2 separate regions of the Gossypium hirsutum genome follow, and region 2 is linked to region 1. A link is a contact called in public Hi-C data. All regions are on one chromosome and are shown on one strand. The core of a region is the stretch at or near the end of the contact, and the rest is flanking DNA. Distances in the headings are between cores, read along the strand shown.

What was found. A called contact is a pair of places that touch in the nucleus more often than the background predicts.
Region 2: a contact with region 1 is called in a Hi-C map of leaf, with 2.4 times the contacts expected there. The contact joins the promoter of LOC107901634 here to the promoter of LOC107901612 in region 1. A contact is called at or near these places in 7 of 34 Hi-C or Micro-C datasets (callus, hypocotyl, leaf and 1 more).

What each region holds. Positions count from the first base shown.
Region 1 is chrA11:35,581,985-35,587,532 of Gossypium_hirsutum_v2.1, reverse strand. It overlaps LOC107901612 (probable WRKY transcription factor 15), which reads left to right and starts at 2,632. Exons shown (of 3, transcript NM_001326905.1): 1 at 2,632-3,398; 2 at 3,478-3,603; 3 at 3,680-3,840. The coding sequence starts at 2,647. The coding sequence ends at 3,839.
Region 2 is chrA11:35,809,011-35,814,558 of Gossypium_hirsutum_v2.1, reverse strand. It overlaps LOC107901634 (cysteine proteinase COT44), which reads right to left and starts at 2,247. Exons shown (of 4, transcript XM_016827711.2): 1 at 1,578-2,247; 2 at 1,251-1,489; 3 at 1,005-1,145; 4 at 400-912. The coding sequence starts at 2,025. The coding sequence ends at 637. It overlaps LOC107901623 (probable beta-1,4-xylosyltransferase IRX14), which reads right to left. Exons shown (of 3, transcript NM_001326906.1): 2 at 5,173-5,548; 3 at 4,087-4,312. The coding sequence ends at 4,087.

The DNA of each region.
Region 1 (5,548 bases), core at 1,383-3,882:
TTTGATTTAGATAACATTGGATTTTAAAATTTTTGTTTATATTTTTAAAATAATTTTAATTTTTTAATTGTTGAATTTTAAAAATTTTTTCATAATTTTTTTATTTTTATGTTTTTATTTAAAATATGAAAAAATTTATTTTTTTAAAATTTTTATGTACTTTTAGAGAGTAAGAACCAAAATTAATAAAAAAAATATAAATGTTGAGGACTAAAATATTTATTTTACCTTTGACATTGTTAACTTTAATGGAAAAATTAAACGAAGGGACCAATAAAAAATACAGGGACTTAATGTCTCAAAGATAAAGAATAGAGACTAAATTTTAAATTTCGAAAGAATATATAAACTTTTGGCATATTTAAACCTATAATAAACAATAAGTAGGTATTTTTATTTGTATGAATATTTTCCCCAAACTTATATATATTAATTAGAGATTATATCTAAGAATAATTATTTTATCCAACATTACTAAAAAAAAAACTTCATAAAGTGGCTTTATTTATTATTTTATTTTTATTTTTATTTGACTAAACTTAAAGAAACATGGCATCATCCTAAATTTGTTTGTAGAGATTTGTCTTTTACATCATCGGATAGGAATAATCTTATATATAATACATAAAATTAATAGAAATTATTAATTTAACAGAAAATATTATTTTAAATAACAATTTAAAGAAAAATATTTGATACATTATGGTCCACAAATAGAAATAGAGTTGAGAGATAAATTATTTGATATATAAGTTGTAAAGCTTTTTAGACACCACAAAAAATTTTGAGTGTAATAAATTTTCAATTAATTTTATTTAAATTTTTTTAATAAACCCTCTGAAATACATGTGACATTCTCAATTCATTTGTAAAATTTTTGAGATAATTTTCCGAAATTGAAACACATCATTAATTTTAATCAGTTTATGATTTTTTTTTAATAATTTCATTATAAATTTTGATCATATCTATTATCCTTTATATAAGTCATAAAACTACCCGTAGCCCATTTCTAACCCATAAGTAGGTGAACAATATATTTTAACGCACTCAAATTACGTTCTATTGTATTGACATCAATATATATATAAATGAAACTAAAACTTAATTAACACTATGCCACACTACTAGCCGATTATTTAATTAATTTTAATAGAAAATATTAGTAACATACATGAATAATTGCATATAATATACTAATAAAACTTAATTAATAGTGGATTTGGACCAGACTGGTTAAGACATAGTTTTGACCGCATCATCCGCGTGTCCCAAGCTTCCTTAGACCAATTTGATCTGCATGGACCCCACAGATCAGGTCTAGAATAGCCATTTAAGTCAGTTAACCAAAATCTAGTTAGAAATTTTGAAGACAAAAAATAGTAAACTTGAGCAAAATTTATTAAATTATTCGCTAAAAAATAATTATTGATTTATTTAAGTTATTAAATTATTAAAAATGATATTTTTTATTTAAACTGTTTATACTAATTGAAAACTCTCATTTTTCTTCTCTCCTATAGTTTAATTATTTTATAAAACAACTTTAAAGTTATAAATCTTTGAACCATAATTCAAACTTCCTTATATGTTATTTGAAACTAATTGTTAGGTTAACTTAAATCTGATGTATATTCTTCTACTTATTTATAGGTAATGATCTATCTTACCAACCGTTGAATCGTCGTTTGGAGTTTGTTAAACAGACTTTTAAAAAAATTAACAGCATAGTAACTTAAATAAAAAATTTTTAAATAATTCAATAATTATTTTGAAATTAAAGGACAAAAATATAAACTTATTAATAATTTAATAATTTTTTTAACATAAATATATAATTTATTTTTGATAAAATAAATAATATGAAACCGTCTAATTTACTTTTTGAGAAGAAACCGTCAATTTTGTTTAGGTTAAACTTTACCCACTAAAGTAAATTACTTGTAACCCTATTATTATACCTATCTAATGCTAAAGTAGAATCTCTAATTTTGTTAAAGAACAGATGAAGTAAACAAAATTATAAGAAGAAGAAGAAGAAGAATGCATTAACAGTATAAGTAATTTAATTTAAAGAAAAACTAAAAAAAAAATTCCCACGTAATATTAATGTTTAATAATTTAATATCTACGTAGATAAGTTATTAATTTAACAGCAAAAGATATGCCTTAAAAATCATTAAATAAGAAAAAAATTTGTTTTAGCGTACTCAAATTTATTTATTTCTATATTAATAATAATATTCATATTAATCGAACTTATACATCGTAAAAATTAGAATATAATAATTTAATAATCTAATAATAATGATAAATAAAGTTAAAATCTCATTGATTGTTTTTATTTAATTAATAAAGAAGTGAAATGTGATGCATATTAAGTTATAAAATAATGAAATTGTTGGATGTTCATGAAAAAAGGAATTATATGGTTGGAGTTGGATGTTATCAGTACCCATATAAGAGGGCAAATGTTAAAGTAACAAGTCAGTGACCTAATTGAGCAATAGGGTTCCATAGCCGATGGCACCATGTTGACCAAATTAGTCCAGTGCTCCCTTTATCAACAACCCTCTCTACGTTTTCTTTTCACTTTTTTTTTTTCCTCTCTTCCTTTTTCCTCCCTTGAATGGTGTTGTTGCAGACATGGCCGTTGAACTCATGATGAGTTGCAGGAACGGTGACAGCTTCGCAGCCAAAATGGAAGAAAACGCCGTCAAAGAAGCCGCTTCCGGGCTCGAAAGTGTTGAGAAACTCATCAGATTACTTTCTCAAACTCAACAGCAGCAGCAAACTAACAGTAATAATCAAGAGAAATACCAAGCTTCCTCTATCTCAACAACATCTAATTCCCTGGATTTGGAAATGGACTGCAAAGCTGAGGCTGATGCCGCCGTTTCAAGGTTCAAGAGAGTTATCTCTCTTCTGGGTCGAACCAGGACCGGACATGCTCGTTTCAGACGAGCCCCTGTTCAACCCGATCAAGAGCAAGAAACCAAGGTTTATTACGCAACACCGATCCAGCAGATTCCGCCACCAGTGACTACTGCTTATCCTCTTCCTCCTCCTCCTCCTCCTCCTCCTCATCATCATCATCGTGATTTTATGACGGTGAAAACAGGGGGTTTAGAACGGATTGATTCGTCGAAAACCATTAATTTTTCGTATTCTTCTGCTGGGAATTCGTTTTTGTCATCCTTAACGGGAGATACTGATAGTAAGCAGCCATGTTCATCGTCATCTGCGTTTCAAATTACTAATTTTTCTCAGGTTTCCTCGGCTGGGAAGCCTCCTTTGTCGTCTTCTTCTTCTTTCAAGAGGAAGTGTAGCTCCGACAACTTGGGTTCTGGCAAGTGTACTAGTGGGTCTTCCGGTCGCTGCCATTGCTCTAAGAAAAGGTACTATTACTCAACCCATCGATTTCTTTTTTAACTTTCTTATCATGTCGTGTATTTAAAATTTTTGGTTTTTTGACAGAAAACTGAGATCGAAAAGGGTGGTGAGGGTTCCAGCAATAAGCCTGAAGATGGCCGATATTCCGCCAGATGATTACTCATGGAGAAAGTACGGTCAAAAACCGATCAAGGGATCCCCACACCCAAGGTATGTGGATTAGAAAAAGGTTTTGCACAAATTTCCACACATTGTTTTTCTGACTAGAAATTCCAACATACAACAGGGGTTACTATAAGTGCAGCAGTGTAAGAGGATGTCCAGCCCGTAAACATGTTGAAAGAGCCTTAGATGATCCATCGATGCTAGTAGTTACCTATGAAGGCGAGCACAACCATTCCCTATCTGTTGCTGAGACCACTAATCTCATCCTGGAATCTTCGTAAAAATCCCCCTCAAGTTTCAATTTTCATTTTCTCTTACATTATGTGTAGGATGGAACAGTTTTAAATGTGTTCTCAAGTTAAAAAGAAAATCAATCTCGAAGGAGATATTTCCTCTGTAAAATATATCTATATGCAGAAGCTTTGTTTAATTAAAAGGGAAGATGGTGGATTTGGTATTAGATTTTATTTTAAAAGAATGGAAATTGGGATCCAAGATTTCCAAGCCATGAATCATTAAATCCTTGGTTTATTTTTATATAATTCGTTTGCTTTCTTTAATCTTGTTTCTAGATGCCGACTGACTACTTTTTGTTTTTCTTCTTACACAAGTGAAGCAAATTTTCTACGTATAAATAGTAATAAAGGCAAAAAAGAAAAGGACTGAGTCAAAGAATTGGATAGATGTGGACCAATCTGTCGTGTTAGAGGGGTTGTTGACTATAACAAAAATGAGTTAGCAGTTGGGACGGCGAATTAACTATGGGTTGGTGTTGGGTAGCATACTTACTACGATTTTATACAATTTCTATTGTAACTTGTGATGCTTGTTTGCTTCAACTTTTTTTTTTATGGCATAATTAGTATAATATTTCTATTTTAGTTTGTGAAAAAAACCTTAAGTTTTCTCGATGATGTTAAGATTATGAATATAAGTGGTAATTTTAACCTCAGTTTTTTTTGGGGGGGGTAATGAAAGATTTCGAAATAATTTTCATTTTTATGACATTTTTGTTTTTTATTATAATGTTGAGAAATTTTATCCCTTCATTTTATATTTTTTATTATATATATATTTAAAATAACTATAATATAATCTTTGAATTAATGTTAAATGAGCTAAATTTGTTTAAAACACACATGTTGTATAACAAAAAAAAATTAATAAAATAAATTATTAAATAATCTTACATTTTATCATCTAAACAATAAAAATTATAAATCAACCAAGCGTAACATACCTAATAATACCTTAAACTTATATTTTGATAATTCTATTACTAGAGATTAAATTATATTCAATGACGCAAATAACTCTAAAAAAGGGGAAAACTTGAGAGAAGTTATAATGGATGGGTGGGTGGGGAATTGATTAGTTTCTTCTTTTAGGACATAAATCCCAAAGTTGTGTGTTTTTGGTTGCTACAACTTTCCTCAACTTCAACCTTCAAAAGAAGAAAAAATGTACCTTCATTATTATTCATCAATTTTATCTTTCATATTTTAATTCATTTAATCTATATAATTATGCCGTCAATATCAATTGTTTGACATACGACATTTTAAATTTTTTTTCTAAAAGATTATCTAGACAAATACTCATCTTTTGAGGCTGAATTTTGGAGTATTTTAAACGGACTTCTCATCTTATTAAATAAGGGATACAAGAGAGCCACAATCCATAAGGATAATCTAAAGGTGTTAATGCGTTGACCATGAAAGAGACAATAGACTCAAGTATTACCTTGCTCTGAAAGATTTAAAGTCTTATGCGTTTTGGAGGACAATGGGAGGTCAAATATGTTCACAGAGATTACAATTTAATTGTAGATTATTTGGCAAGGATTAGCCTTACTTGGCAGACAAGCTTACAGGTCTTTGAAGTGTCACCTGATACTGTATTTATGACTGTTCAACAAGACAAAGTATTTAGTGTTGCTTAATAGTTGATTTGATGTAATTTTATTTTATTTTTTACCTAAAAAAATTCT
Region 2 (5,548 bases), core at 998-3,497, 230 kb before region 1:
GTTATTTTATTATTTAATTAAATTTTGTTATGCAATTCTAATTTAATTAAAATAATTTAGGGCAAGATCTATTAATTTTTTATATTTTATTTTCATAGTTATTAGCAATAATAAGTTAATTGATATAGTATTAAAAATTAATAAAAAATATTATTTTATAAAGAGATAAAATTATTTTTTAAAATATATTTTAACTTTTCAAGTCTTTATTTGAAGTTAATTTATTAAAATAATTTTTCAATACAACTCTCATGTGCAATTCCTGAAATATGTATATCATTAATGTTGAGTGACAAGTTTTAATTTTGAATTATTAACACATGAATTAGTAGAGGTTTCTAAGAACTTGAATGGTGCAACTACCATAACTATAACATAATGAGTCAAAGACAGAGTTGGTAGTCCAAGTCCAAGACGGCAACTTGGGGCTTTGAGGCCCAAAATCATGCCAAATCTAGATTAAACTTTGAATTCATCACAACAATACCAGCTTTCCAATCAGCTGTTTTGACTAATGAAAATATATGTACAAACAATCATAAATTAACTTCAAACAAACAAGGAAATAGAGAGTGAACTTCCATAGCTCCTCTTCTCCCATGGCCCAAAACAGCAGCTGGCACACATTTTTAACTCTCAGGCACTGCTAATTTTCTGAGTGTCTTCATTAGTCCAGTAAGGTTTGATGATGTTTGTCCCATTCTTAACAGGATAGGAAGCCTCCATCGCAATGCCACACTTGCCAGCACGGTCATCAACGTTACGCTCCATCCTTATGTATCCATCTTCACCCCAACCGCTGCCCCATGAGTTCCTCACTGTCCAATATTCCTGACCGTTCTCATCCATGCCATATCCGATGACAATCACGCCGTGGTCTAATGCTGACCCGCATTCACCGCTGAAAACTCCCTAAACATTTGACAACTGAGTTATAAACGGGATTTAAATTCGAATCAACTTATTGGATGGCTTGAAGGAGAAGCAGAACAGGTCAAGCTTACCGATTCGTAGAGTTGGAAAGCTCTGCCACTAGCTTCAATGGCGACACTCACAGGTTGATGTGATACAGCCTTCTTCAATGCCTTCTCATCATATTGAACAACATCCTCGTACCCATCAATGCTGACAACCTTAGCATTCTTCTGTTACAAATCCCAAAAAGAAAAAAACAGGGCATCAATCTCCAAACGTCGAAAACAAATAAACTACAAGATATAGTGTCATAGAATTAAGCTTTGGAAACTGACCCTCGTTGGATCGCATTGGTTATTATCAGCACCAAGGTAAGGATAGTCTTGTTCAGAGTCAATGCCACCGTTGTCAATAATGAATTGGAAGGCATAATCCATTAGGCCTCCATCGCAACCAGCGTCGTAGGATCGGTCACAATCTACTAGCTCTTGCTCTGACAAAGAGATTAGTTCGCCGGTGGCGATTTTATTTATGCCTTCAACAGCTGCAATCGTTGAAAATGCCCAGCAACTTCCTGGTCAAGTGAACGATACAGAGCGGGTAAGCTTGATATTTAAAAAGAAATTAATTTGAAGTTGAAATGAAAAAAGAAAACAGCTCACCGCAACGCCCTTGATCCTTCACTGGAGTAACGGCTCCATGATCTCTCCAGTCAAAAGATTCCGGCAACCTGTCGCCGGCGCGGGAAGCATAGCGTTGGCTGGGGTTTTTGGACTTCATGACTCGACGTTTAGGGTCACTCTTTGTACCCAAAAACATGGAACGGTACTCCTGGTTAGTTAAATCAGCGAACTTGTTCAACCCAAGTTTGTATGTGGTGTTTTTGGAGTTATGTTGGTCGATAAATTTCAAGTTATCCTTAAAGATATCGAACCGGTTTTCTTCCTCCCCTATACCGTTGTATTGTTTGCCATGTTTAATGAGCCAAGCTTGGTACAAGCTCATCACTTCATCATCGCTCCTCCAGTGATTTTGGCTGAAGCTGGTTGCCCAGGATAAGGTGAAGAAGAGGAAAAAGAGGGTGGAAATGGGTGTTACTGTGGTTGCCATGGGAGAAATGACAAGGGTTGTTATGGTTATTGGAGGGAGTGGTTTGGAGAAGAGAAAAGAGAGAGGTACGGGGTTTATATAGAAAAATGGAAATGGTAAATGTTAAAAGCATGACGGTGCAATAATTAAATAAATGTTTGGGGTCTAATTGGGGGGCCGAACCGAACTCATGCTTAGTTATGGGAGTAGAAGGGTGAAGACACTTCTGACATGCTGATGCAATTGCCACTCACTACATCTATCTCTCTGCATTATAAATTACACTAATACGATTGTAGGTCCAATTATACTTCAATTGGAATTAGACCTTTGAAATTTTACCTAAAAACTGATTCAATTTTAAATAGAATAAGTATTAAATTAAAATCTTGGAATTATTTAGTAAAAAAACCATTTGAAAAATAAATTTTAAAAGTTCATAGAGTAGGGGGACTGAAGGCAGAATTGAACCTAAGATTTAACATCACTAAAGTAATAGAAAGATGAAAAGGCCAGCCGAGTCTATATGAACTTGGATAAAGCAGGGCGGCACCAAAGGTAAATTATTGCCCCTATAGCTAAGTTGTTAAATCTTATATTACCTTTGTCTCTAAATTTAAATTAATGGATTTTATTATTATGGATTAATTTTAAATGAAATCCTTAATAAGTATTTAAGTTCAAATTTTGTTATTAGTTCAGATTATTTTATTTTTTAAATTTATCGTAAGTTTATTAACATCTTTTTCAATGCTAAAAAATATAGAATCCACAAAATTTTATTTTTTTTATATAAAAAATCTGATTGCATGTTAGGAAGAGAGTATAGCAAGTTGCAAAATACATGATATGCACTATTATAGTAGTTGTTTGGTATATTATAGTATTTGTTTGGTAGCGGTTGATCATAAGACTGCACTTGGGTAACATGCTTTGTTGTTCCTTTTTCTCAGCTTATGAAATTCAGTGCAACCTCTTTGAAATATCCCAACTTGCTTTTTTTTGTATATAAATTATCTGAATATGGATATCGCCACTCACTCCATGTGAGCATCCCGAGAGAATCATTTACTCACTGTGAGATTTCTTTTCTTTTGGTTTCAAGATATAATCTACAAATTACCTTTCCAAGCCGCAATCTATCTCGTCTCATACATTCACTTCCTAAAGGGGCGGGAAATTTCGACTCATGGGATTTCACTCTAATTGGCATTGGCATATTTGGTGAAGGTACATTTAAGAGATATTTTAGGTTATCGAGTTATGGGCTTTCAAGCTGCGCATTTAATACGGGAATCGACAAAACCCTGGTAGGTTCAGAGCAAAACTAACGGCCAATGCCATACCAAAAAAACAGCCAACGAACCTCACTCTGCCTACCCTCTTAGGTAGAATTAACAAACAACAAAAACTGAACCTTCCCGCTTACTTTCTTCACCACATCTCTTTTGTCTTTACGTAGCAACCGCCAACTACCGAAGCATCAGCTTGAAAACACTGCCTCACCCGCTCCCAGTTTTTACCCCTTTTTGCTTCATTTCCAATCTATTTAGTCCTTCCAGAAACAGACACAAGTTAAAAAACTTGCAAGCTGTGATTATCGACTGAACTTGAAGGCTTAAAGATTGAATCGTAATTTAGAAAATGTACTTTTCTTTTGTTATTTCCTGGTTTACCAGAGGCAGTTTTAGAAATGAAATGGAAATTTTTATTGTTTTTGACGTAAGACAGGACTATAATTCCTACTAAAAGATTTTATGTATAAATTTGTAACCCAAAAGCATTTCAGTATACAAGCATCTCGCAAGGGCAGAGAGAAAGGCTTAGCTAACATTCCTCAATGAAGCACAATATTGATCACCCTCAACAAACTAAAGACCCAAAAAAACATAAAAGTACAAAGAATAGAAAGAAATTTTAAAAATATTTGAAACTCTGGACAAACTCGAACTGAATTGCACGTAAAAACTGGATTGTTGTGAGAGGTGCTTCTCCATATTTACTGGTAACACCATCTACATTTGCCCCCCATTTGGTCCAATCTCATGGTGCAGCAGTTCCATAGGTTGCGGGGTAAAGATTTTAGCTTTGTTCAGAATGCCTTGTTGAAACCTGTGTGTCAGTTTTTGGTTCATGCTTTCTTTTACTTCGATGTTTTGATCTGGATGTCCTCTTTGTGCTATGCTTCACTATTGGATCTTGCATGCCCATTGCTGGTTTTTCATTAGCAGGGAGTTCCGGGGGAGCATCTGGCCATGGAGTGCGTTTTGATGGGACCGTGATCTCCAGAGGTGGGTCAATTATCCATCTGCATGATGTACAAAGTAATGATCAGATGGGCGATGCATTAGAGGAGACCAAGCCAGAGATTGATTTCCATCGTCAAACAACACGGATTTTTAAAGAAGGCAAAAACCAATTAAGAATGCAGTAACATAAAGAGTTTAGAGAACCCAAAATGGAGAGGAAACAATTTCAGGACATCAGAAATGAAAAATGAAAAGTTGGAGTAGCTAATATTCACACTTCGATGCATCTTAACTCAAAAAGTCTCAAACTAACAACTAAATCAGCGGAGTACATTGTGCATATTTTCAAGAAAACCCAAGGAATAATCATCCCTTAGTAAGAAAGTATAACAAATGCAGCAAATGTATAAGTGGTCAACAATATGATACAAGGTATTTAAAAATTCCAGCAAAAATTAACCACCAGTTGAAGATGCCCAAGTTTGAGAGAAATAATAAGATATTTCATCTATGAATCCATAAGAGGAAAAACCACAGTAACTCCATAATTATTTATAAAAGTTATAACCCATATGGTAAAACAAAAATCACAATCATCACACCTTAAAGGTCCATGGAAAGGCATATTTTTGTAATGAAGAAAATTTCAGCACAAGATTTGAAAGAAAGGGCGTTTAATTTAGCACTTGCCAATGCCATTCTGTATATAAGAAAGGGTGTTTGATTATATTTATCCAACCTTTTCCTGTACAAAATTTTCAAATCATTTGACAAGAACAACACAAATATGGCACGGTTATAAGCTAGCCCTTACTAATATTAAATCATTCTGATTGTATTGTTATCATCATTGACTACCCATTGAAACCATTAGGTAGCAGAACACTAAAATGTAATGAGAGTAGGATACGAGATTTACTTGGGAGGAAATTTGCTATCAGCACGAGCTTCAACTCGAAGCCACCAAAGCAAAACCTGGCGACCGCAGTTTCCAAGTGGCTCCACCACCGAAGGGTCATTAACCAAACCTAGGGGACTCTCAATATCACCATTCAACATATCAATATCCTTAATCCATTTCGGCTTATCACTGCTATCTTTCCAAAGCAACCTAGAATTCAAAACAAACCCTGACCACTCCAACTTCCTGGGCAGCACAGTTGCCCGATCATCGATATAAACAGCACTTTTCCCAGCAAATGGCAATGTATTAAAAGTATGCCATCCTGCCAACATATCGGAGGCGTTACAAGCAGGGCCTTGAACAGGCATTCTAGGATTCTCCTCTTCATCCT